7 separate regions of the Mus musculus genome follow, and regions 1, 2, 3, 4, 5 and 7 are each linked to region 6. A link is a contact called in public HiCAR-type, HiChIP or PLAC-seq and promoter capture Hi-C data. All regions are on one chromosome and are shown on one strand. Each heading gives the region's core, a stretch centred on a gene start, on an enhancer-like site or on the middle of the called end of the contact. The rest is flanking DNA. Distances are from core to core; before and after follow the strand shown. Region 1 holds the start of Elmod2 (ELMO/CED-12 domain containing 2). Region 2 holds the start of Tbc1d9 (TBC1 domain family, member 9). Region 3 holds the start of Lsm6 (LSM6 homolog, U6 small nuclear RNA and mRNA degradation associated). Region 4 overlaps Elmod2 (ELMO/CED-12 domain containing 2). Region 5 holds the start of Clgn (calmegin). Region 6 holds the start of Usp38 (ubiquitin specific peptidase 38). Region 7 has its middle 25 kb from the start of Tbc1d9.

Region 1 (3,666 bases), core at 968-3,467, 2.3 Mb before region 6:
TCGCGCCAAAGATGGTGTGTGGCTGGCCAAGAGATTTCTTTTACATTTTCCTACTCTAACAGAGAGCTGTGTACTTGACTGAGAACTTTTGCTGGTCTCTGGGTTTACCCCTACCCCATTAGATTTGATAACTCTTCCTTGATTGATCCTAAATTCTAATTCTTCCACTTTCAGGACATACCCATTTTCAAGATTTGCCAATCAGGGCCTGCTTGGTAACCTATAAATTTGGATACTCAAAGCTATAGAAACAGAACAGCTTACTGCAGGAGCATATAGAAGAAAGGCTGCCTCCAACACTCCCGGGGGATGGATTTGACTGGAGGCTCCCTGGTCCTTCTACTCTGGGCAGGGAGCTCACCTGAGGCTGCTCCAGGATATGGCCAGCAGCTGAGGCAGAGGGTTCATTTCTCCAAGAGTTTGCAGTCTGGCTAAGAAGGGAATTGTCTCTGCAGCTGCTTCCTGACTCCAAGACCCACTGCTGTGATACCTACTCTGATGTAGACTTCCAGACTTGCAGCTTCAGAGCCTTGAGTCCCAGCTTGGCCACCATGCTGGTCCAGTGACCTGCTAGAGCTGTATGCTTTCAGGAACTGAGAGTTCAAATGGCTCTGAATAGTAAAATCCTACATGGCAATCTGTTTAAACTAGTTTTTATCTTGTAAAGGCTGTTAATCCCAGAGTGTCAATAACACGTCTTTGTTGTCTGACCACTCCATTCTTAGAGGAGGGCGGGACAAGAACTTGACTGGAGACAGGGAGAGAGATGGTCTCCACGAAATATTTCACTCCCATGGGGCAAAGGTGGTGGCTTGTCTGCCCTTCATAGGTTTATGCTCTACAAGAAGAATCTACCTTTAAAATGGAAAGGCATGCCGGGCGTGGTGGTGCATGCCTTTAATCCCAGCACTCAGGAGGCAGAGTCAGGTGGATTTCTGAGTTCGAGGCCAGCCTGGTCTACAAAGTGACAGGACAGCCAGGGCTACACAGAGAAACCCTGTCTTGAAAAAAAGAAAAATTGGAAAGGCATGTACTGCGCACTTAATCAGACCTAACACGGAGATGGATGGGGCATAGACAAGACACTGGCTTGAATATTTTTGGAAGTATAAGGAACTAATAGTGGTTGGTCCTGACAAGGGGACCAAGGAGCCAGGAATCTTGTTTGGGTAGGAGGCTAAACTGTCTGTCTGTCTGTCTATCTATCTATCTATCTATCTATCTATCTATCTATCTATCTATCTATCTATCTACTTTTTTAGGCAGATCCTTAAGTAGCCTTGAACTGCAGATCTCCCTGCCCACATCACCCTCCAGCTGGCATGTAATTACAGGCATGCATGAGCGTGCCCAATTCAGGAATTTCTTTTGTTTCATTTTTAACTTCTTTTATATTTAGCCTTCTCTCCACTTGGCTCTTTCTTATCCAACCCACCAACCCCATTATTGTGCCATCAGCCTTTTGTAATACATTCCTAACCCAGGACTTCTACATTTACTGTCCTGTGGATCAGTCTTCCTCCTGAAGCTGGCCCAGCACACTCCCTCATCTCCTCTAGTAACGCTTATCCTTACTTTGCTGATTCCGCTGTATGTAATGATCCCTTCCCCTACTCCCTAATCCCCTTAATAACTTTGTTAGGCAGCTTCACCTGATACTATGCTTTTGCTGGTTGGTTTGGCGTGCGAGTCCCTTGTAGAAGACCACCTAGCACATAAAAACCATACTTTTGAGGTTTAAAAAAAAGGCACAGATTATTCCTCCAGTAGAAACGATGTTAAGAAATGAACGTTTGATGAATTAAGTGTTCCATGTTTGTTTTCAGAGGAAAAACTCGCAACTTCTCATTGCACACACTTAGTCACGCAAGTTCTTTTGCGTCATCCATAAAGTGCCTTCGACCCAAGTTTCCTTTGTGCCTCATAAAGATGGGAAATAATCACTTCGCAGATTAGGAAATGTAAGTGAAAGTGCTGTGGTCACGCCCGCGGTGGAAGAGTCCCGGAAAGCCCAGAGCAAAGTTCCCAGGCCGAGTCCACAGGGAACTCGTTGGCGCTGGGCTGGGAGTGCGGCCGCCGCCGTTGCCATGGGAACCGTCCAGCGTCTGGCGCGCCTGCCCGCGGGCCCCTCCTTCCGCGCCGGCGATAGGCTGAGAGCGAGCCAATCGGAAGAAGACGAAGAGGCGGGGCGCGGAGCCAAGAGACACCCCGCCCCCGCAGCCTCCGTGCGGACTTCCGGGTCGCGGTGTTCGCAGGGAGCGCTCCACGTAGAGCGTCGTTTCCGTTGCCGGTGTTTGCAGCTGGGGAAACCGAGGCAGTGCCAGCTTCCCCCTAGTTCTTCCGCTCCTGTGAGGTGGCTGCTGTTTTATTTTTCTCTCACTCTGAGTTGCTGGCGTGCGGCTGCGCAAGCCTCGCTGGCGTCCCGCGGATAACCCGCAGGGTGCGGGGGCCGTCGGGGCTTTGTGCAGCGTTCCCGCGCGCGAGAGGGGCGGGACGGCGCGGTGCCCACGGGGCTCGCACTCGGTTTCCCGAGGCCCTGGGGCTCGGCGGGACGGCCTGCCTGCGCCTGGCACTTCTGCCCGCTTCGTCCCGACAAGCGCCGACGGGATGACTCATTTTAAAGATCCTGATCCGCGTGTCTGGCACCGACACCTGGTGCCTTGCCTTGCGGGGATTTCGAATTTGACAGCTCCTCGGGCCCGGGCGCAGAGAGGGTGTGTCTGCGAATCCCAGGGCTGGAGTTCCCGGTATCCCTCCTCCCCTTCGTTTAGCACCCGAAAAGAGTTTTATTGCAAGATCAGTTATATCAAGTGTATAGATTTTGTGGGGTTTTTTGTTTTTTAACCTCTTGGTGTCTCTGCCCTTCACCTACTGACTAGAACAATGATGAATTCGTCAGGATGCCATCTGCTCGGTTTCCCAACCTGTATGCTTCAGTTTGTAAGCCACTTGTAGTGTTTTCATTTGTCGGAGTCAGCTGACAGGGACAGCTGGGCGCGCTCTCAACCAAGGCTGAGAAGAGCTCATTTTTTGGGAAGCCACATCTGATGTGTGGTAGATTTGAAATTGTTGCTCGGTTGGTCCTTTTATTCTTGAACTTCTTTGTTCCAAGTTTCAAGGGATGAAAAACGGAAGTATGAATCCAAAATATTAAATATAATATTTGGCAAAAATGAAATGTGGTTATTCTTTTTAGCGATTAAATAATTTGGCCAGTTATTTGGCTACTTTTTACATTTTTTTTTCAAGTGACCATTTGGCAAATCATTATTTAAGCTGTTGTATGTTATTTCCTTGCCTGATGAATTAAACACTCACAAAATAGACACAATGGAATAATATATTTCATTATCATTTGGGGAGTTGGATCAACTTAATTTCTTTTTCAGTTTTATAATTCCAGTTTGAGACCGTTAAGCTTGTGTGTTTATATCCTCTTTCCAGGGAAACATGTTCGTGTCTCTGTGGGAGTTTTTCTATGGACACTTTTTCCGATTTTGGATGAAATGGCTCTTACGGCAGATGACTGGGAAATGTGAATTGCAGCGAATTTTTGACACCTATGGAGGGGCACAGAGGACCTACAGAATAGGTAATACCTTCAAAATAAAGAAAATTCAACATTAATTATAACCTAACTGAATTCTTCTGCTCACCCCATGGGAG
Region 2 (3,543 bases), core at 886-3,385, 2.2 Mb before region 6:
TTTGTTGTCCTAGGCACATCCCCCAAACTACAATGTAAGTAACACATTAAAATACACAGTTCAAGACCATCTACAAAATGAACTGGAACATTCTGAGGCTGCTAGTCAGGATTCTGAGACTGCTAGCCAGGATTTTCACAACAAGATCTGCAACTCTACAGATTTTTCTATATCACTGTTTTTGTTTGTTTGTTTGTTGTTTTGTTTTGTTTTGTTTTGTTTTGTTTTAAGGTGTAAAGAACATCAGGTCACCTACAAGCCATTGCTTGCGTTAGCCAAATATTTCAAACATAAGCACGCTAGCATATGCTGTACTGGAAAACATCTGAATTTTAATGTGAAAAAAAGCAGTTTATAAACATCACAGTTATGTCTTCACCTCATCAAGAACTATCCTCTCACAGCGGGCACTGTGGGAGCAATTTACCTAACACTCAAACTCTGGGAAATGCGGTCCCAACCCCGAAGATGTCAGCAGTCCATCCCATGTCTGCAGTCTCTCTCCTAGTAAACCATCTACTTATGTCTTTCACTGACTTTGGCTATAATAAATATTCTAGTACATGAAGGAAGGCCCACTATCTCTAGCACTGAAAGTCAGTATTACCTGTAACCTCCCCCTATGCAAAACAGCTAGTTAATATGGAAATAACCGGGTTATAAGAGAGAAAGATTGCTAATAATCTTGGTAACATTTTGTTGAAGGAGTTTGAGAACTAACTGAACTAGTTAAAATGCAGTTATACAGCGAATTCTTTTTATGACCAGAACCAAATAACTTGCTTTGTTTTATGTCAGATCTCATGCAACAAAAGAATTCCATTTTCCTTATTCATTCTCATAGGTCATGTAGGAAGTGACCACATCAGCCTCTTGACAGATTGCTTCCCTGGTAACAAAAGGGTATTTTATACCTAATTGCCCATAAAGACAGCTGAGTCCAAGCTAAGCATCTTCCATCTCTCTTCTCAATACATTCAGCAGTATGTTAAAGGGGGGTAGGGAGAGTATGCAACCCGGCGTTCGATTCTTAATAATTCACTCATTGCTAATTTCATCTTAACCCACTATGGGTCACCCAGAACTCAAAGACCCCATCGCCCGACAGGGTCAGGAAAGAGGCGTTTCTCTCCTAGTCTGGGGGAAAATAAAATCACAACTCGAGACACCTTCCAGGCCCCCAGACAGGGCCGGCAAAAGGCCCAGCCCCGGAGACCGGGCGGCGTCCCGGGTGTCCGCAGCCAGAGCCCCGGGCGGAGCCTCCCGCAGTGCCCGTTCTTACCCGCCAATCCGCCGCCGCCACCCCCGTCGCCCCCGTGGCCCTTCCTTCGTTGCAGAATGAAGTAGGGGTTGGCTCTCTCGGTGATCCACAGCGCGTTGGCCAGCAGTACCTCCTCCGGATTCACCCACATGGTCCTGGTGGCCGCGGGCAGTCGCACAAAGAGGCCCGCACACTGGCGCGCTCTCCCGGGCACACGCGCGCCCTCCCGCCCGTGGGTGCGGGGCCGCGACGGCCTTCAGCAGGCTGCGGCCCGCGGCTCCCGGCCCGCGACAAAGACCCAGCGGGCAGCCGGGAACGACGACGGGGATCGGGACCCAGCAAGTAGCATCCTCCCTACGGCTCCTCGCTCGCCAAGTGCACAGCCTCGCAGCCCGGCCCTGCCCACCGCAGGGCGAGCAAGCGTCGGGGCTCGGTCTCAGGGCGCGGCGGTGTTCAAGGGCGAGCTTGTGCGGGAATCCGAGCCCCCAGGGCGCCGTGATCACCAGCTGCCGAGCCCGAGATCACCGCTCGTGGACACTGCGCGTCGGGGCAACGAGCTGGAAGGACGCTCCCGGCGCTGGGAATGAATGACGACAGCGCGGCTCAGTCGCCGCGAGCCCGGGTGACCGCGGGTGGCTTCTCGCGAGCCCGGTAGGGACTGTGTGCGGAGCGCAGGGCCCCACGCCCATCCCAGCAGGGAGGAAGCTGCCCCGCTCCCAGAGCCTGCGTGTGGCGTGTGTATTCAAGGCTGACGCTCGGCGGGACAGCGCCACCCCTGCCCCGGAAACGTGTGTTCCCAGGTTCCAGACCTGGCTCTAGAGCCAGGAGTCCAAGGTGGACGCAGCCAATGGTTGGTAATGTTTTTGTTTCCTGCATCCCTGGATCAAGTCACGCGCTAAACTTGTCACCACCGGTGGCCACTCCCCTTCCATTCCTTTGTAATTAAAGTGGCCCAGCTAAATGCATTACATCACTTCTTTCCTTGACCTACAGGGCGTAAGCTATAGAGAAGTTGGAAACAGACCAAAAGCTTAAACCAACTAATTCTCCCCACAGCTGTTCCTATATTGGGCATTAGGAGCTTTGAGGGACACTAGCATTGTTTGTTTGTTTGTTTGTTTATGAAAATTAAACCAGAGGCACTCAGACCAGGCAACTTTATGCTTTTAACAATTTGTCTTTCCCTGCATTCCTGGAATCCCTTTCTGGTCTCAGCTCATTTACTGCGTATCGTACGCGACTAAATGCATTCACCCGAGAGATCGGAGAAATGTTTTCAGCCAAAGAGGTTTTCCTTTTCAGATGACCAGAGTTGTTGACTAGACTCTGCAATGGCCCAAAAGTTAGCCAATCGTGAGAATCTCCTCTTTTCAAATAACCAAACCATTCAAACACATTTTTTATGTGTGTACCTATGATTTAAATGTGTCCTTCCAACCCCAAATTCAGTCACTGTGACAGCATTAATCTGTGGGGCCATTAGAGGCAATTAGGCCGAGTGGGGTCCCTCATCAGGAATGGAGAAAGACACAGAAAGCAGCACACAGGAGTTGGGTTAGTTTATCCATCAGCTCAACTCTGTGAGGAAGCAGACAGAACCAGCAGCAGATGTGGCCCACATGGTTGTAGACTTACTGACCTTGACAACCATGCGAAATAAAAGTCTTTCCTTTAAGAGTTACTCATCTTGCCAGGTGTGGTGGCGCACGCCTTTAATCCCAGCACTCGGGAGGCAGAGGCAGGTGGATTTCTGAGTTCGGGGCCAGCCTGGTCTACAAAGTGAGTTCCAGGACAGCCAGGGCTACACAGAAAAACCCTGTCTCGAACAACAACAACAACAAAAAGAGTTACCATCTCAAGTATTTCATGACAACAGTACAGATGGACTAAGAGCGGTTTGGGTGTGTTTCTGACTGTGTTAAGGACTCTTCCAAGTAGCTGAATGAGCAAACTGGCAGCCATTCCATCAAGGCTTTGTGCCCAGCCCTGAGGGTGCTAAAGAAGTACAAGGCTCTCTTCCTGTCACCACAAGGGTCTTCTCCCTGATTTGTTTAATCATTTAGATACCTGTCCATTGACAGGGTCCCACTGTGTAGCCCAGAATGGCTTTGCACTCAAGAGCCTCTGGGCTCATGAAGCATAAGCATGAAGCTCTCTGGTTGGTCTGCACTAGCAACGGTCTGGCTTTTCACCTGTTTTTCATCTTCAGTCTCTTTAGGAGACAGACACTAGACCTTCAGGCCTTTAAAGATGCTCAACACAGTTAACAGACGCAGGTATGT
Region 3 (3,398 bases), core at 67-2,566, 2.2 Mb after region 6:
AGTAAGAAATGTAGTATGTAGCACAATTTGATTTTTCTTTCTTTTTTCTTTTTTTAGACAAGGTCTCAAATAGCCCAGGCTGGTCTCAAACTCATTCTGTAGCTGAGGATGATCTTGAATTTCTGATTTTCCTGCACGCATGCCTGGGTGCTAGGATTACAGGTGTGAGCGCCACTATGCCACTACCGCTGTGGTGCCAGAGATGTTCATGCACACTAGATATGCTACCACTGTGCTAAATCCTCAGCCCCCAATTTGACCTATAAAGCAGTTTTTATTTTAGGGACAAGGCATAGCGTGCTCCTTCTTTGATTTAAATGTGACTTTACCTGTGTTCCTAATTTTATATTTCAAGAGCCTAAAATGCTGTTTGATCAATGTCTGTAATTATTTGGTCTTGACATCAACTGGAATTTTACAGACAGACAGAAGGATGTTCCTGTTCTTTTCCAAATTCCACCCAGTTGTTCACTGTCTGGGGTATCAACCAAAGGCAGGTAGATCACTGTCCAGGATATCAATCAAAGGCACGTAGAAAAGGAGGAATCCACTTTGTGTTTCAGAAAACAATTCTGCATCTTAGATCCTGTAACACTTATCAGGGTTATGTAGCTGTTGTTTGAAGGTATTATAACTTTGTTGAATGTTAAACAACAGAAACAGAATTAAAATTTAAAATATAAATATAAAATATAAGTTAAAATATAAAGAGATCGTGGGGGTAGAAGAAATTGTCTTCCTGTGACTTTTTTTCTTCCATAAATAAAAAGCATGCATTAAGAATTCATGAAGTATCCCTAACCAAGTTCCCATACACTACTTAAATAGTATCTGCATGCAGTTTCCAATTAAACTAATTTGTAACGTTTTCTAATTGATGCCGTTATAATTCAGAGTTGCTTGAATTATTTTTTTGTTTCAGCATTCCCATGGAAACAATCTCTTCATACATTTAATTTATATGCAGAAGTTAGTTTGAGGGTTTGAGGCTTTTAACTTGTATTTGTTTTAAATTATTTAAGGCTATTTCGGGGTGCTCAACAGCCATCGTTTTAACTGTAAGTTTCCGTTTCTTAATATTTTAAGGTTCTTTACTGTAAACACACACACACAAGATCACTTCTAGCTCTTGGTTGGTTGTTTTGCTTTCGTATTCTATTTTCTGGCAAAAGAGAGAATATCAGAATATCGGACCTTTACTTCAAGCCCTGGCTGGGTGCCGACGGTACCATTAAACAAACCCGGTCTTGGAAGCCAGCTCACTAACGCGTTCTGACTGTTTTTGATCCCCGCGGGTCGCCATAGGCAAGGAGGACGCTGATTGGGTGAGATGGGAAAGCCGCTGCCGGGGGCGGTTTCGGTTTTCGGCGCGCGCGTCCGCGGAAGCCCGGCCTGTGAGCGTTCTGGATCCGGCTGCAAGGTGAGCCCGCGGCCTGGGAGGAATGAATGGGTGCGGGCAGGCACTCCGGGTGGGAGCGGCTGGCGTAGGCCGCGGATGGTCCGGGCTGGCGGGGAGCGGCTCGAGCCGGGCCTGCGTCCCAGGAGATGCTCGCTGGTCTGGGCCACGCGGGCTCGCGGTGCCGGGCGCGCTCCCGTGGCGCGCGCGCTTCGCGCCGATTGGGGTGAGCGCCCAGGGTTACGGTGGCGCGCGACTTCGGCGCCCTCCTCCACCCGCGAGCCCTGCGCGACGGAAAGTAAATACAGACGAGCGGAGGAAATGGTCCTTGCTGACGGCCTCGGCACACCAACTCCCTTTCTCTTGTGTGGGCCTGTTTCTGTTTCAGCTAAGACCACCAAGTTTTTTAACCACACACCAGTATTTAGTTTTATACTTACATTAAAATGAGACAAGTTGTGATTTTAAAATTCATTGATCTCGTTTGGGCCCCCTGTTTTATTGTGTGGATCTCATAAATTATTCAGCTGTTTCCCAGGCTGACGTCTTTGGGTGTGAGTTTTTTGCTTCATTTTCGCATCCCGAACGATATCGTGATGCCTTAACTTCTATTCCTCAAATTTTCAATTACTAGCATAGATGGTTCTTGCACATTGCGAGACTGGTTTTTCTTAAAGTGTTAGTAATTTATTTGGCTCTTCAAAACCGTGAAAGGGCCTACTGTGGTTCTAAAGTAGCAAAGCACAGCCTCACTTTGGAATTACTATTGGGAGTTTGAACTTGCAGGCTGTGACTGTGTGTGTGTGTGTGAGAGAGAGAGAGAGAGAGAGAGAGAGAGAGAGAGAGAGATAGAGAGACAGACAGACAGACAGACAGACAGAGACAGACAGAGAGACAGACTGACTGACTGACTGCACATGTTAATCAGATGCTGGAACAGGAAGAGACAGCCAGTACCCATCTAGCCTAACTTCCTTATTTTGCAGATGAGCCTGGGGCCGTGACAGGTGAAATGGTGATGAGTTACGCAAGCTGCACAGATAATTAAGTAGCAGAGATTAGAACTCAGGTTTCCTGCCTCCCAAGTGAGTACCCCTAACGACTGCAGCAGCTCTTCTCTCACTGAAGGGTGGCCTACTAGATAATAGAACTTCTTTAAAGAAAGTTTTGTTTTGTTTTTAACTCCCTGGCTTATTTTCTACTTTTGGATTGAGGGACTGGAAAATAGAAAAGTTACATTTTTGTGTTCAGCACTAGAAATTTATTTATTTTTTTGAAGGTCAACCCTTTCAAGACTTTGACGATTGCTTCCAGCTTCCCCGTGTTGGGATCAGATACTTCTGATAAGTGCTACTGTTATCCCTCCCAGTACCGAAAAGTGCATGGACGTTCAGGTTTCCTCTGTGTTTACATATAAACTGTGCAGTCTTCCTGTGCCCTTCACATCATCTCTAGATTACTCACAACGTGCCATTTAATGTCACTGGTTGCAGTAGAGTATTGCTTAGGGAGTACAGCAAGGGGAAAGTCTGTGTCTGGGTAGCAGAGAGACCGCTGGACAAGTAATTACAGCTTCATTTTACCAGGTGAGGCAAGGTTGGCTGGATCCGTAAACACTTTAAACCCACAGACACAGAGGGGCTTGCCTACTCAGCATCTGGTTCTCACGCCAAGGCTCGCCTTTCCTAAAATCCCGTGGTGTTTAAGCCAGAAAACCGAGAGAGAGGGAACGAGGTGGTGGCTAGGGCTCCCTGGCAGCATTTCTGTCAGCTGACGTGTTGAACCACTCCCACCACTCAGTCCTTCGTTGTAGAGTGCTGTCCTCTGAGCCAGCAGTTCCCACCCCAAGGTCACAGCCCCTTTGGGGGTGTCTGGCGACCCTTCCTCGGGAATTGCATGTGCATATCAGAGATTTACATTACAAATCATAACAGTAGCAATAAAATTAACCTTATGGTTGGGCTCACTATACCATGAGGAACTGTGTTAAGGGCTCACACAT
Region 4 (3,437 bases), core at 166-2,665, 2.3 Mb before region 6:
AAAACAAGCACTTTGCGGGGCGGTGGTGGCGCACGCCTTTAATCCCAGCACTTGGGAGGCAGAGGCAGGCAGATTTGTGAGTTCAAGGCCAGCCTGGTCTACAGAGTAAGTTCCAGGACAGCCAGGGCTACTGAGAAACCCTGTCTTGAAAACAAACAAACAAACAAAACAAAACAACAAGCACTTTGATCTTTCTCACTGTCTGAGTTCAGAGAGGTTACTGCAAAGTAGGCCCTGTGTCAGGAGTGCAGTAGAGACAGTTTGGAGTGGACTAATGAGCTCTTTACATGCTGTAAGCTGTTACGAGCGTCAGCTAGCTGTGTAACTGGCAATGTTTCTGACGTAGGTATTCTTATGCAATAGTTGGAATCAACCTTACAGAGATGGCTTATAGCTTACTGAAGAGCGAGGCCCTGAAGCTTCACCTCTACAACTTTGTCCCTGGGGTACCAACGATGGAGCACTTCCACCAGTTTTACTGTGAGTATCGGGGTCAGAACCAGACCTGACCAAGAGCAATTCTAACACTCAGCGAGGCAGAATATAGAGCTTTTAACCTAATGCCTCTGAATACAGAGTTTATGCTTATCATTTTATTGTTTAAGATCTTTGCTATCCAAGAGAATAATGGAAGATGATCTCTAAGTGCACTTTAAACATTACTGTCTATATTTGAACTCAGATTGTCTGGCTGGTGTGACAAGCAGCCTTATTCACCAAGCTGTCTCCCTGACCCAAGATGCGTATATACTTTCTGAAGATGGTCTAAATAGATGATTTTACTCCTGTGGACATGTATTTGTGTGTTTTTACTTGCAGGTTACCTTGTCTATGAATTTGACAAGTTTTGGCTTGAGGAAGAGCCAGAAAGCATTATGTACTTCAACTTGTACAGAGAGAAGTTTCACGAGCGGATCAAAGGACTCTTGATGGATTGCAATGCTGTGCTCACTTTGAAAACATGAACCATCCGTGTATCTTCACTTTCTACCACATTTTGCACACACAACAGAATTTATATGTTATTATAGAAATTATCTGATTAACTACACTCATATAATTTCCTACAAAAATACTTCAGAAACTCTATTTAAGAAAGCTAGCGGACAATCAGTGTATGTTTACAGTTGTTTATACACTGTTCTCCAAAGGTCCCTTACCCTTCCAAAGAGCCCTTCCGGAGGTACATGAACTACAGTTTGGAACTTGGGTCTTAGCCTGTTAGTTTAAAAGTATAAATCAGGTATATTTATAGTTAGCCAATTGATCACAATGTGCACAAGTCTGTTGTCATTTTATGTGTGGTGCTCCCAAGCTGGTGTCTTTTTGAAAATTCTGCAGGGTCATTGTTTGCTCTGGAAGTGGCTTTTGAATGCCCTTTGTCTTTTTATTTCTAGGCAAATCAGCACAGGGTGCCCTCTGAGGCTTTCTTTGTGTCTTTAGCTCTTGTCAAGATGTCCTGTCCTTGGAGCAGAGGGCACATGACTCTGTCAGGGAAGGTGGACAATCATGGCTTCCTTTTGATTTTTCTGGTCACTGACTAAAGAACCGAGACGTGGCAGTACTGATGGCTGCTTCTTACTTATAAGTAGCCCGTGTGGGAGGTTTTATCCTAAGGAGTCTAGGCATTTACTCCAGGTCAGTATTTGTTTTTATCAGCTGTAGAAGGAACCTTCCTCAGAGCCCCCTGGGAGAACCCCGCCTGTGTGTTTAGAAAGGAGGTGCCTCTGCTGAGAAAATCTGGACTGCATTTGAAACATAGTTTCTTTTTCGATAAAACTGTCTTTGAAACTTACACAAGAAGAAAACCGAGAGCTTTTTAGACATCTGTTCCCTATCATTGGTGTGTTTGACCTGCTGTTCACTTTTGCTTGCCCTTGATTTGACTCTGGTGTTTCTGGGTAATATTGTAGGGACCTGGGTTAGTGGGCTGGGACATGCTACCATAGCCTGGATCATGACTGTGCATTTTTGTATAGCTTTATTCTCCAAAGTCTCAGGAGGGCAGCAAGTATTGTCGAGGATTCTATGTGAGGGGATTCTAATGGGGTGGTTTCCTCTTGGCATGCTTTAGCAATTTGTTCTCAGAGCAAAACAAAAAGAGCCTAAAGATAAGAAAGATGATTGGACTTAGAAGCACTGAGTACGTCCCGTGGAAACCAGTCTACAACATGATAGGTTAACCTAAAACATGGTGCTGTTTTGCACATCTTTTAATATCAGGTATTTAAAGACTAGCTTGTGTGATAGCGGAAAGTTTGCTGTTTTCTCACAATTTGTTCATGTTTTCTGTCAAGCCTGTCTTCCCACTTGTGGGGTTGGGGGGAGAGAGCAAGCATGAGAAAGTCATGTGCAGTACGGATGTCCCATCAGAGAGCCACAGCTGGAGTGTTGTATAGCACTGTGTTGCAGAGCATGGGTTCAAATTGCTTTTCCTTAAGGAAGATAAAACTTTTTTTAAAAGTAGCTTTGTTTTATAATACTAGAAAGGATTCAGCTTTTCAGTATTATAGGAATTTAATAATTGATTTCTTATAGGGGACTTGTTGACCCTGGTAATACAGTAATTTCATTTTTGAGAAATCTTTTGTCACCCAGGTTTTAGGATGCATTGTGTACCAAAACCCTAACAAGGAGCCCATGGTTACCATTGTTGTCCACTGTATTATAGTGTGAAGTCCTCCATGGAAAGCAGCTGTGTTAGTCTTTAACTTTTGTGCTAAAAGTACTTATGCATGTATTTTAATCTTTGAGCAGCCTAGATCTTGAACTGATTTAACTCTTTATCAGCATATGTAACAAAAAGCATACTTGAAGTATGAAAGAGGAAGTAATAATAATAATAATAAGTAATTATTTTCTGGCAGAAAAAAATCTCTAATGATGTTAAGAACATATTGTCATGGTTTGGTTAATGTCACAGTCCTTAAATCCTCCTTTGTACATTACAGATATTGTTTGTTTTTTTTTGTTTGTTTGTTTATTTGTTAAAATTATCATTAGCCATTTCAGATAATTATATAGTGAACTGATGTGTTAGCCAATTCCAGCTTCAAAGTTCTGATCTTCTGGGAGCTTGACTGTCACTAGTTGTATACTAGAATGGTTCCCTTACTTGCAGCAGACATCAGAACTTCATGCAGTTTTAAAACGCATGTTTAGATGCTCCCCTGTGTCTAGGACTTGTAAAATTACAATGTAGCAATTGGTAGTAATGGCATTGAAGTACAAGAAAGTTACGTTATTTTAGATTAAATCCAGTAGAATCGATGTGGAGATGGATTCTTGTACATGTGACGATGAAAATATTTCACCAGTGACAAGAGCAGCATAAGAATAGAACCACAACATTTAACAGTTGAGATGCTCTGAAAGACAATCTTTTAAACATGGGAGACACTTGGGTATCATGGATCCTAGACCAGGCTCTTTGTAAA
Region 5 (3,381 bases), core at 852-3,351, 2.4 Mb before region 6:
TGGGATTACTTTAGTAATCACATCTGGTTTAATAAATGTAATTTTAAAAATTGTAAACACGCTGTTCTGTGTCTTTAATTCCCTTTTCAATTGGCACCACATGTAGTCAACCAAATGGTTCCAAATGTATGAACTTGGGCTGGGAACAAGAACACAGCCAGAACGCTTGCCTGTATCCCCAAGGCCCTGGGCCCCCCAAAACGAAGCAAAATAGACAGAATATAGTCTCACTGGTCCCCTGGGGTGTGAATAGGAGGGCATTTGTGGAATGAACACATTTTGATCCCTCAGCCTTCATTAGGGACCTAGCCTTCCTGACAGATACTAGTAAGTTGTTGTTCAGTGTCATGTCCACTCCTGCTAACCTTTATAACCAACCCCTGCCATCTTGTAAGCCTGGTGTTTGTGAGAAAAAAAAAAACAATTCTTAAATTAGACTCTACTTTAAAAAATGTTTAGTAATTATGATCATATACTGCCCCTTCCATGACTCATTCTTTCATTCTGAATATTTGCTATATATCTACCCATCTATATCGATATCTATCTATACACACACATACACATATACTTTAATTACATGTATGTGTTTCTCTTTTGTGGTTATGTACACGTATGTGTGGGTGCCAGAGGAGGCCAGAAAAGGGCATTCGAAAGCTCCCTGCCCTTGATACCTTGTCACTAAGTGACTAACACTGTTGTTCAAAGGACAACTGAACTGGTTCCCTTCTCTGGGCCTCTTGTCACCCATGAGTTGAGAGAAAGTCCTATCAAAGCTGACAGTTCCTGTTTTCTAATTACATAATAAAGAAGGAAAGTTTAGTAGACACCAAACAAGCCCAGAGCCCTGAGCCCCCACCTGCTAGCTGCATATCCATCAGCACACGCCACCATTTACAGACAACAGACCAACAAGACCAATCAAAACAAGACAAAAAAGACTATCTTGAGTTTAAGGAACAGGATCAATGTGTCTGGATGACCAAACCAACAGACTGTAGACTAGAAAATGGTCAAAATTACAATTACCAAAAAAAGAGAGCTACCTAGGGAGATGTCAATTTTTCAGGGCAAGAAAAACAACCATGATTTACTATTCTGTTTCAACATAAATTAATCTTCGTCAGAGATATTGAACCATTGACCACCTAATTTTTAAATTTTTGTTTTGCCTAATTTGTTTATTTCTGTTTATACCTTCGGTCTCCAGCTCCCAACTTCCTAGCCTTTTGCTCTTTAACCCCAAACAAACCCCTGCATAGCTTCTTCCTCCTGGGTGGGGCAGATGCCACTTAAACTCAGCTAAAGTATCTGACTGATAGTAAACAGGCTTTAGATAATGAGACTCTAGTCATTAAGGTTTTCTGGATTCAACACAGGGCCGGTTACTCCCCAATGGCTCCTGTTAGGCTCCACCCAAGTGTCTAGGGAGTGGCCAGGATTCTCTGGCCACCTTAGCCAGGTTTGAGCGTGGGGGTGGGGGAGGTAGGGTTCTTTGGCTTCACAGAGAAGTGGGCTGCAAATGTGCCCAGGTTGGTTTTGTTGCATTTTCTAGAAAGATGCGAGAAGAACTCTCCAGGGATTGTGGTAGAGCTTCGTGGAACCGGGCCACACAGTGGCAACAGCAGCTGTGGCAACCGCTGGGATAACGGACTTGAGAGAGGCGCCAGGCTGGGCAGGGCAACCTGGCCTTCCCCAGTGTCAGGGAAGCAGAAGGAGGACCCAAGGGACTCAGGGTGGCGTCTCCCTCCATCCAGGGCTGATCTCTGTCCCCGAGGTTGGCAGAGCCCACCCAAGAGTCTAACTCCCACATTCATCCCTGAACTCATCCTCCAGCCTCACCTGGCCGCACCAAGCTAAGCCTTCTTCTAGTCTCAGAAGAGGATGCTGCGGGGCACCTGGATCCGATTTCTCACCCGGTCCCCAGAGAACAAGCCGCAGGAAGGCGGCCCGCGGTCTACACACCTGTCCTGCGGGCTTGTGTCCAGCAGCGGCAGCTCAGGTGTCCGACTGGCCGCTACTTGGTGCCCGGCGTCTCCCCAGAGCGATCCCGCCGGCAGCCGCCCAGCAGCGACTGCTAACTGCGCGTGCGCGAGCGGCCGCGCGGGAGGATGCAGGATGCAGAGGCAGCCCCAGTGCGCAAGCGGCCCGCTCAACCGCCGCTCGGGACCCAGCGGCCGCGCGCCTGGGGGGATGCGGTCCTTCCAACGTCAGTCCCTCTCTGGAGCTCAGGCTGCTGGCTCTGCAGACTGCTCAGTTCTTCGTGTCGCACCTTAATTGGTTCCCGGATGGATGATGAATAGATGGATGGTTTTGGGTTTTTTTGTTTTTCTTTCTCTTGTTTTGTTCTGATGACCTTAAACTTTTTGATCCTCCTTCCCTTCTTCCTGACTTTTGGATTTGCAACGCCACACTGTTATGCAGTAGTGATTGAAGCCCTCTTGGTGGGGTTATGCAAGCTCTGTATCAGTTGATCCACATCTTTTGTTTCCTCAATTTTATCTCAACGTTTTTAAAAGAGTGCCAGGGCAGGTGTGCCAAATTCATACGCTGAAATTTCCCTCTATATTTTTGTGTTTTAGTAGCTGATTGTTCATGGTTATCAACCGGGAAGCTTCCTATTTCACACATGCTCCTGGCTTGCTATTACATTATAAATGAAACTGTACATTTTCATTTTGTCAGTATTAATGTTAATAATTTGCCACAGACACATAATTGGTTTTTTATTAATCTTGAACACTCCTTGAAGGCATTACCTGCTTTTTTCTCTGTATGTTTACAATTCTGTATATTGTTTGTATCGTCTTAATTTGTGTGACCAAACTTTGAGTCTGTGTAAACGTTCTGTTTTCTGTTCATAAATGTTTGAAGTCTGCCCCTTGATTTAGGATCTGTCATTTTTTTGCTTGACTCAACTTTACTGTGGTTTCAATACAGTAATTTTAACTAACTGTCTTCATTCCTTATTAGGCACAAGCAACATTTTTAAAAACTTAACACACCTCCATCCAAGAGTCCATCCTATTTAGGCATAGAGTCTGTTTTATCCAGTCACTGTGTACAGTTACTGTGGTACCCAAATTGTCCTAGGTTTAACTGAAGGAGGTGTGAAGGGTTCTTTGGAAAGTCAGTTGGGTGGTGTTTTGCTGGGACAAACACTTGAAGGAGCATCTTGTTAAAGTGGACATAGGTGTGAAAGGCTACAGCAGACTCGTGAAGGAATGTTACACTGAAGCAGACACAGGAGAGAGGATGTTCTGCTAAAGCAAACATGTGAAAGGACACGTGATAAAGGATTCTTCGCTAATGACATATGTATTGGTGTGCCTTACATTGTGTAGTTGAGCTGTGTCTGTCGGGACTCCATAGAAACACATT
Region 6 (3,435 bases), core at 433-2,932:
TCTGGAACACAGTTTCTTTGTGCTCTCAGAAAACACTTCCCAGAAGATTTCACTTCAGTGACGCTGGTCTCTTCGTAATCACCACTAATTTCTTAGCTCCAGCTACCAGCATCAATTGTCCCAGTAATCCCTTCTTTAAAGCCAGAGCCACATGGCCAAAGCTGCCAAGTTCTGCTGCTTGCTGAAGCTGGAATGTGTCCTCCCACCTCCACCATGTTCTATTATCAGCTTTCTGTTTTCTAACTCCCTCTCTGCCTAAGTTTGGGTTTCCTGAAATGAACTCAGAGACCTACATGGCTGTCTCTTGTAATGCTGGAACTAAAGGCATGTACCACCAGGCCTGGAGTTAAGCTCTTCACCTAGAACCTGCTTGTCCCAGGCTGGCCTTGAACTCAGAGATCTGCTTGGCCTTATCTCCATGGATTAAAGGTGTATGCCACTATGCCTGGGTCTAAATTTAGCTGAGAAGGATCTTGCTTATACACTGAACACTGAATACAAAAGCTCACTATTTTTTATTTTTTCCAGACATGGTTTCTCTGTGTAGCCCTGGCTGTCCTGGAACTCACTCTGTAGACCAGGCTGGCCTCGAACTCAGAAATCCACTTGCCTCTGCCTCCCAAGTGCTGGGATTAAAAGCGAGCACCACCACCACCCGCTAAAAAATCTATTCTTACAACAACCTTGTTTTGAATCACCACTAAATATATGAGCCACCAGTACTCTCTCTACATTAGCAATTGTTTCAGAGGAAAAACCCAGCCATTTAAGGCATTGGAGTATGTCTGGGCCTAACAAGGTCTTTAGAAAGATTTCCCCCAAAGCTTGGTTTGTTTGTTTGTTTGTTTTCTTATACTTTCCTCCATTCCTCAACTAGTGCTCTTCTCGCGTTTCCAAAATTTTCTCAGACACAAGATTTTAAACAATTAATAGCACTTCCTCGAATTGTCTTCATAAGCAACATGTCTCAGACTATGACATAGTAAAAGTTCCTCCATTTTGTCTCAGGTGGAGCCATCTTTGGTTTACCCGGAAACTGACACCATCATTCCCTGATGAAAGTGAAAAGTCCTGTACCCCAACTCTGTCCTAGAAACTCGGGGAAATGCCTCAGGCAACTGCACGTTTTGGGCTTCTAGTAAGCTGCTTGCTTACTTTATTTCCCTGCCAACGGCAAACAAGGAAGTAGTGTTTCCGTGTTCTCTGCCTTTTACAGCTCCCTGCACAGTGCGTTCTTCCGGCTGCTCTGAGAGAAGGGTTTCCCCCCGGCAGTCGCCGGCGGCTCAGTATAGACTCTCGGTTCGCTCGCGCTGAGTGGTCTCTGAGTTTCTAACCCTCACCACTGACGGAATCCACGTCCGGCGACAAGAACCTCAGAGCTCAGAGTAGGCTCCCTGAGCAGCGCCTCCGGAAGTCCGCCAGTGACGTACCACACAGTCTCCAGTGACGTGAGAGTGGCCGCGTGACTCACTCCGTGCCTCTGCGCCTGCGCGCCAGGGAAGGGGGCGCGGCCTATCGGGGGAGGAGCTACATGGAGAAGGGGGAGGGGCGGGGCCAGCAGGAAATGGGTCGAACGTAGCCGGGAAAGGACCGGAAAAAAGTGGGCGGGGCGAGGGCGGACCTATCCGCTGTACCTCGGAGCTTCACTTCCTATTCGCCAGTATTTCTGCTTCCGGGTTCAGGGTGTTCCGCGCCTCCGGCTCCTCTCCTTGGCAGATCGAGGTACTCGCATTGACAGTGCCTCCTGACTCAACCCAGGGCGACTTTTAACTGCCCACCCGCGGGAGCCGGGGCTCCGCACTGACCCGGGACACGAAGGCGCTCCTCACCTTCCAGCTCAGCCTGGAGGGTCCCTGCGCCCGGAGGCTGGGAGAGGTCGCGGGCCCAGCGAGGCAGCCTTATGCGGACCTCCGGCCCCTGAGGCGGACCGCGGGGACCCGCAGCCTTTCGGCGTCCCAGAATCGCTCGCTCCCGTCCCGGCTCGGATGGGCCTTCCCACTCGATAAATGTGGCTGCTGAGGCGGCGGTGGCGGTGGCCGGTCCTGCTGCTGGTTGGCTCCAAGTTCCTCCCCGCCGGGGCGCTTTGCTGCCCCCCGGGGCTGCCGCTGCCAGCTCTTTATCCCCAGGGCCTGGCCTTGCAGAGTGGCGACGATGGACAAGATTCTGGAAGGCCTGGTGAGCTCCTCGCACCCGCTGCCCCTCAAGCGGATGATTGTGCGGAAGGTGGTGGAGTTCGCGGAGCATTGGCTCGACGAGGCGCAGTGCGAGGCCATGTTTGACCTGACGACCCGCCTCATCCTGGAGGGCCAGGACCCTTTCCAGCGACAAGTGGGCCACCAGGTGCTGGAGGCCTACGCGCGGTACCACCGGCCGGAGTTCGAGTCCTTCTTCAACAAGACTTTCGTGTTGGGCCTCCTTCAGCAGGGCTACCACTCAGTGGACAGGAAGGACGTCGCCATCCTGGACTACATTCACAACGGCCTGAAGCTGATTATGAGCTGCCCGTCGGTGCTGGATCTCTTCAGCCTGCTCCAGGTGGAGGTCCTGCGAATGGTTTGCGAGAGGCCGGAGCCAGTGCTCTGTGCCCGGCTGAGCGACCTCCTGACCGATTTCGTGCAGTGCGTCCCCAAAGGGAAACTGTCAGTTACCTTCTGTCAACAGCTGGTTCGAACGATAGGTCATTTCCAGTGCGTGTCCACTCAGGAGAAGGAACTACGGGAGTATGTCTCCCAGGTAACGAAAGTGAGTACCTTACTACAGAATATTTGGAAGGCTGAGCCCTCCACGCTGCTACCTTCTCTGCAAGAAGTTTTTGCAAGCATCTCTTCCACAGGTAAGGGTCATTATTTCAGAAAAGTGTGTCTTGGAAATTCAACACGTGTGTCTCATCAACACAGTGCGCTTTTTTCCCCCCCGGAAGCATTCTCTTTGGGGGTACTGAAAGAGGCCAGGTAGCCTATTTTATTAGAGTAACTCCTCCAGTAAGAGACGTTCTTGATGGAGAGCAAAACTAAATACCCTTATGCAAAATGTTACTCCTCTTCACTGCCTTGTTCAGAATGGTACGCTGGAGCCAAAACATTGAGGATGCCTAAGTCCAAAGACCTTTGTCACTGAACAAGTCATTTAATTACACCACCTCTGCTCCAGTTTTGGAATTCTTACAGGCTGACAGCCAGGATGAAAAGCTTCTAGTCATTACTGACTAATGGTCATATATGATGCTTGCCGCAGGGAGTTATTATTACTGTGTGTAACCTATCATCTTATTGAAGGGTATCTTGTTGGGTTTTTTTTTTTCCTGTTTTCTGGTGGTCTCATTTTTTTTTAATTCATGAGTCGCGCACAATCTATTATTGTCCCGGTATACCATGTAGTGTTTTTTAAATGTCAGCATTTCACTTCACGACAGTGTATGTGACAGGAGATCCAGGG
Region 7 (3,827 bases), core at 753-3,252, 2.1 Mb before region 6:
GGCAGGGCTTTAGTTACCAGGCTGGCGGTCACAGGTAGGGACCGTGAGGAAGAGAGATAGAAGAGATAGAAGGAGAGATGAGAAGGAGGGAGGAGAGAGAAGACAGAGAACAGGAGGTCTCTGTTAGATAGGGTGGACCAGGAATACTCACCTGAGTGAAATGTCTTCCCGCCCTGAGAACAGATTGGTGGAGTAAGTACTTGAGGAGCTTAGCTGGAAGCAGCCAGTCTAGCATTAGAAAAATAGATTAGGGGTAATTAGCCCAGCAATGGTGCTAAAGCTGATAGATAAGTCTAGTAGGCCTCGGTCTCGATTATTGGGGGGGGGGGCTGGCCAGGTCATATTAATAACTACTAGAGTTAATAAAAAGTGTTTTAAAGAAACAGAAGAAGGCCCTGAGGAAGTGAATTACATGCCATTTTCTCCTGGAAAGACATCAAGTCGCTAGGATTTTTCTGTGAATACAGTTAAGGTTTGATTTGTGGTCCAAACGAAGACCAAAGGGATCTTCTTATGACTGTAAAGACAGTTCCAAGAGCAGAGGCCAAAACCAGATGTCTTTCACGGTGTGTACAGTGAAAGAGTTTTCAGAGGAGAAAGAGTTAAAAACAGTATGTCTCCAGACAGGGCAAGTGATTGGAACCTTCTTCAGAACTGAAACCAGAAAACCGGAACTGGGCAACTCAGCTTCCAGCAAATGTTGACTTTGCACAACAAAAAGTTGCCGTGTGCCCACTGTGTCTGGCTGTGTGTGAGTAATGAAGCTGTGTGCTTGACATGGGGCAGATGATGCATCGTGATTAACTAGGGACACCTTCCACCCTGACAGGGAGCAAGCTGATGATGTGGAAATGAGGCCAGTGACATGAAGTTATACTTTAAAAACATGTCTTGAATTGTCGCTTCTATTTTAAAGGGATAGAAGCAAAGGAAACTCAAGGCAGAAAGAACTGTACCAATATGAAGACATCTGGGTTCTTGAGGAATGTTGTGTCCAATCCCAGTTGGACTTCCTAGCTAAGAGTGCGATAGGCAAATGACTACAGTACTTACAGTACTCCAGCTCTTGGCACATAAGGAAGATATTGGAGGTTGCAGCTATTAGTTCGAGTCAGTGAAACGGCAAGTGTGCTGTCTGTGAGGAAGTCAACTGCTTCCTGTGAAATGACCAGGGCAGAAGCAGAGGCTGGCTGGGCCTCAGGATACAGAGGGGAAGCTGTTGTGTGCCTGTGTGTGGGACACAGTGGTGTCTGGAGGTGATGTTTACGAAGGTGCATGTACTTGCTGGTCTACCTCCTCCCCACCATGGTTGTGTGTTCCTCTTTTGGTTCCCCTTAGGGGCTGGGTAAGACTGAATTCGAAACAGAGGGCTGACATTTCTTCCTGATCCCTGTCAAAGTAAATTAAGGCTTCCAGCAATGATGTTCTAAAGGGGCAGGGATATACTCACATCAAAAGACCACCAGCTGCCTATGAGGGTGTCATCTGTGGCATGTGGTACATGTAGTAGAATATATTACTTAGACTCTGTTTGGGAGACCCTATTTCATGCTAGAACACTGAATTCTAGTCGTTAAGTTCTGTTATCTTGCTTTGTGGACTTTGAAATCCTGTTTTATTAACATAGCAAAACCCAGGATAGGAAAATGAGATTTACACAAGTGATGGAAAAAATGAAGAATTTACTAATAATCCCTGTAACGTGACCAACTGGTGGAGGTATTTATGTGAACTTTCAATGCTGTTTCAACAACTGCCTGTAATTGTCTAGCAAGGGAAGGCCCATAGAAGGCAGTGCCTGATAAACTAGTTACCTAGTTTTTGGACTGGACAGTGACATCTAGCAGTTTCCTTCCAGGAAGGAGACATACTCAGGAGACTCAAGGAGTAAACAAACCTCCCACATCCTGGGAAAGCTGAAACCAAGGTTCACCAGAGGGCCCCCACCCCTGCCAAGGATAAGGAAGCAGTGTGAAGAGCTGTTGGGGTTTGGCAATGGGGAGAGAGCAGAGTGCTCTGAGGAGCCTTTCTGACCAGTCTAGCTGCTTGTAGTTCCTGCAGAGAGCTCTGGGCTTGCAGCCTTGGCAGCTGTCATCGGAGCTATGGACTTCTCTGCCATGAAGTTCCTTAGCATCATCTCTGTTCCTGTGAGCATCTTATGCACACTCCTGGGAGGAATCCCAGCAAGCTGGCTGATTCCACGCTGGACTGTGGTGCCATTCTTTCTTTTATCTCTTATTGGAACTGTGCCCTTTCGAATGAGTGGGCATTTGTGTCACATCTTCACAGGAAAAAGAATCACACGACGGACACAAAGAAATGTGGCTGTGCCTTTCCTTCTCAAAGCTTTCTGTACTGACGGGTGTCTGAGCTCTGCCTACTTTGTTGTTGTTTTTTGTTTTGGTTTGTTTTTTTGAGACAGACACTCATGTATCCTAGGCTGGCTTCAAACTTAGTATGTAGGTGAAGATGACCTTGAATTTATAATCCTTCAGTCTCCATCTCCTAAATGATGAGATTCCAGGGGACCACCATGCTTCCCCTGTGCCATACTGGATACTGAATCCAGACTTCTTGTACCCTAGACCAGAACTCTACCAACTGAGCTACATACCCAGCTCAGTTATGATGATTTGAAGGATCCTTATTCTTTCCATTAATTATTTATTTACTTTATATCCTGATCACATCCCCCCTCTCCTCCAAGTCACCCCCTCACACACCCCTTTTCCCCATAGCTCTCTCCCTTTCTCATCTGAGAAGGGGGAGGTCCCCCTGGATACCAATCTACCCTGGCACCTCAAGCCATTGAAGGACCAGGCACATCCTTTCCCACTGAGGCCAGACAAGGCAGCCCAGTTAGGGGAATGGGATCCACAGGCAATCAGCAGAATCAGGGTAGGCCTTGCTCCAGTACGAAGACCAAGCTGCACGTCTGCTACGTGTGTGTGTGTGTGTGAGTGTGTGTGTGTGTGTGTGTGTGTGTGTGTGTGTGTGTGTGTGTGTGTATGGGGGAGCTAAACCCAACTCATGCATGCTCTTTGGTTGGTAGTTCAGTCTTTGGGAGTTCCCAAGGGTCCAGGTTAGTTGACTGTTGGTCTTCCTGTGGAGTCCCTGTCCTCCAGGTCCCTCAATCCTTCACCCAACTCCTCCACAAGACTTTCTGAGCTCTGTTTAATGCTTAGCTGTGGGTCTCTGCATCTGTTTCAGTAAGTTGCTGAGTGGAGCCTCTCGAAGGACAATTATGCTAGGCTCCTGCCTGCAAGCCTAACAGAATATTATTAATAGAAATTGGTTCTCAGCCATGGGATGGGTCTCACTAGTTGAGGCTAGGCATTGGTTGAACATTTGCTCAGTCTCTGCTCCATCCTGGTCCCTGCACTTCTTGTAGGCAGGGCAAGGTTTTGTGGGTGGGTTGGTGCCCTTATCCTTCCACTGAGGAGTCTGCCTGGCTGCAGGAGGTGGTCACTTTAGCCGTCATATCCCCCAGTGCTAGGAGTTTCAGCTAGACTCACCCTCATAGACTCCCTGGTGAAGGCTCCTCATTTTTAAGGCCTGCATACACATTGTCATACTTGTAGGGCCCTGGATGCTGAAGACCTTTTCCCAAACCAGCCCTCAGGAAGGGATGAATGGTGGAGGGATTTTGCCAGTTCCACAAGCTGAGAAACAAAGTGCACAGCTGCTAAGGTGCACAAGAGCAATGTCTGTGATTGGGAGTGAATGCCCCAATGTCTCTTTTGACACCGCTGCTCCTCCCATACGCTTCCCCACCCCGCACCTTATCTCTTCTCTGTGTCTGATCTGCCACCTAAAATCAATTTGAC

The links. Promoter capture Hi-C pulls out the DNA fragments that hold promoters and counts their contacts. HiCAR-type assays count read pairs that join an accessible place to other places. HiChIP or PLAC-seq counts read pairs in DNA pulled down with a chosen protein or histone mark.
Region 1: a HiCAR-type map of astrocytes shows a contact between it and region 6, with 7 times the contacts expected there. The contact joins the promoter of Elmod2 here to the promoter of Usp38 in region 6. A contact is called at or near these places in 9 of 39 promoter capture datasets (the 3T3-L1 cell line, the C10 cell line, cranial neural crest and 3 more), 4 of 484 Hi-C or Micro-C datasets (B cells, embryonic stem cells, neutrophils and 1 more), 3 of 115 datasets of contacts at active chromatin or transcription factors (astrocytes, cardiomyocytes and embryonic forebrain) and 1 of 9 other capture datasets (adipose tissue).
Region 2: a HiCAR-type map of astrocytes shows a contact between it and region 6, with 8 times the contacts expected there. The contact joins the promoter of Tbc1d9 here to the promoter of Usp38 in region 6. A contact is called at or near these places in 8 of 39 promoter capture datasets (the C10 cell line, cranial neural crest, embryonic stem cells and 4 more), 5 of 115 datasets of contacts at active chromatin or transcription factors (astrocytes, embryonic forebrain, embryonic stem cells and 1 more) and 1 of 9 other capture datasets (liver).
Region 3: a contact with region 6 is called in a promoter capture Hi-C map of liver, with 2.4 times the contacts expected there. The contact joins the promoter of Lsm6 here to the promoter of Usp38 in region 6. A contact is called at or near these places in 2 of 39 promoter capture datasets (both in liver).
Region 4: an H3K27ac HiChIP or PLAC-seq map of embryonic stem cells shows a contact between it and region 6, with 4 times the contacts expected there. The contact joins the enhancer-like site here to the promoter of Usp38 in region 6. A contact is called at or near these places in 2 of 39 promoter capture datasets (hippocampal neurons and liver), 1 of 484 Hi-C or Micro-C datasets (neutrophils) and 3 of 115 datasets of contacts at active chromatin or transcription factors (embryonic forebrain, embryonic stem cells and trophoblast stem cells).
Region 5: a contact with region 6 is called in an H3K4me3 HiChIP or PLAC-seq map of embryonic stem cells, with 5 read pairs. The contact joins the promoter of Clgn here to the promoter of Usp38 in region 6. A contact is called at or near these places in 1 of 39 promoter capture datasets (the 3T3-L1 cell line) and 2 of 115 datasets of contacts at active chromatin or transcription factors (embryonic stem cells and pro-B cells).
Region 7: a contact with region 6 is called in an H3K27ac HiChIP or PLAC-seq map of large pre-B cells, with 5 times the contacts expected there. The contact joins the enhancer-like site here to the promoter of Usp38 in region 6. A contact is called at or near these places in 1 of 39 promoter capture datasets (pre-B cells) and 1 of 115 datasets of contacts at active chromatin or transcription factors (large pre-B cells).

What each region holds. Positions count from the first base shown.
Region 1 is chr8:83,331,037-83,334,702 of GRCm38.p6, reverse strand. It overlaps Elmod2 (ELMO/CED-12 domain containing 2), which reads left to right and starts at 2,217. Exons shown (of 9, transcript NM_178736.5): 1 at 2,217-2,353; 2 at 3,445-3,592. The coding sequence starts at 3,451. Gm32327 (predicted gene, 32327) reads right to left here and starts at 2,084. Exons shown (of 2, transcript NR_168721.1): 1 at 1,653-2,084.
Region 2 is chr8:83,163,944-83,167,486 of GRCm38.p6, reverse strand. Tbc1d9 (TBC1 domain family, member 9) reads right to left here and starts at 2,135. Exons shown (of 21, transcript NM_001111304.1): 1 at 1,283-2,135. The coding sequence starts at 1,412.
Region 3 is chr8:78,819,070-78,822,467 of GRCm38.p6, reverse strand. Lsm6 (LSM6 homolog, U6 small nuclear RNA and mRNA degradation associated) reads left to right here and starts at 1,316. Exons shown (of 5, transcript NM_001191004.1): 1 at 1,316-1,420; 2 at 2,383-2,481.
Region 4 is chr8:83,313,844-83,317,280 of GRCm38.p6, reverse strand. Elmod2 (ELMO/CED-12 domain containing 2) reads left to right here. Exons shown (of 9, transcript NM_178736.5): 8 at 347-480; 9 at 820-3,437. The coding sequence ends at 965. Among named protein-coding and RNA genes, the nearest start is that of Elmod2, 17 kb to the left of the region's middle. Within about 2 kb of position 1,415, at least 11 of the 459 cell types and tissues checked have an H3K27ac peak or open chromatin away from gene starts, as enhancers often do. A contact at or near this core is called in embryonic stem cells, where this site is marked.
Region 5 is chr8:83,388,562-83,391,942 of GRCm38.p6, reverse strand. It overlaps Clgn (calmegin), which reads right to left and starts at 2,101. Exons shown (of 15, transcript NM_009904.4): 1 at 1,843-2,101. Gm32377 (a long non-coding RNA gene) reads left to right here and starts at 2,454. Exons shown (of 5, transcript XR_878991.3): 1 at 2,454-2,532.
Region 6 is chr8:81,013,153-81,016,587 of GRCm38.p6, reverse strand. Usp38 (ubiquitin specific peptidase 38) reads left to right here and starts at 1,682. Exons shown (of 10, transcript NM_027554.2): 1 at 1,682-2,833. The coding sequence starts at 2,152.
Region 7 is chr8:83,138,401-83,142,227 of GRCm38.p6, reverse strand. No RefSeq gene overlaps it. Among named protein-coding and RNA genes, the nearest start is that of Tbc1d9, 25 kb to the left of the region's middle. Within about 2 kb of position 2,002, at least 89 of the 459 cell types and tissues checked have an H3K27ac peak or open chromatin away from gene starts, as enhancers often do.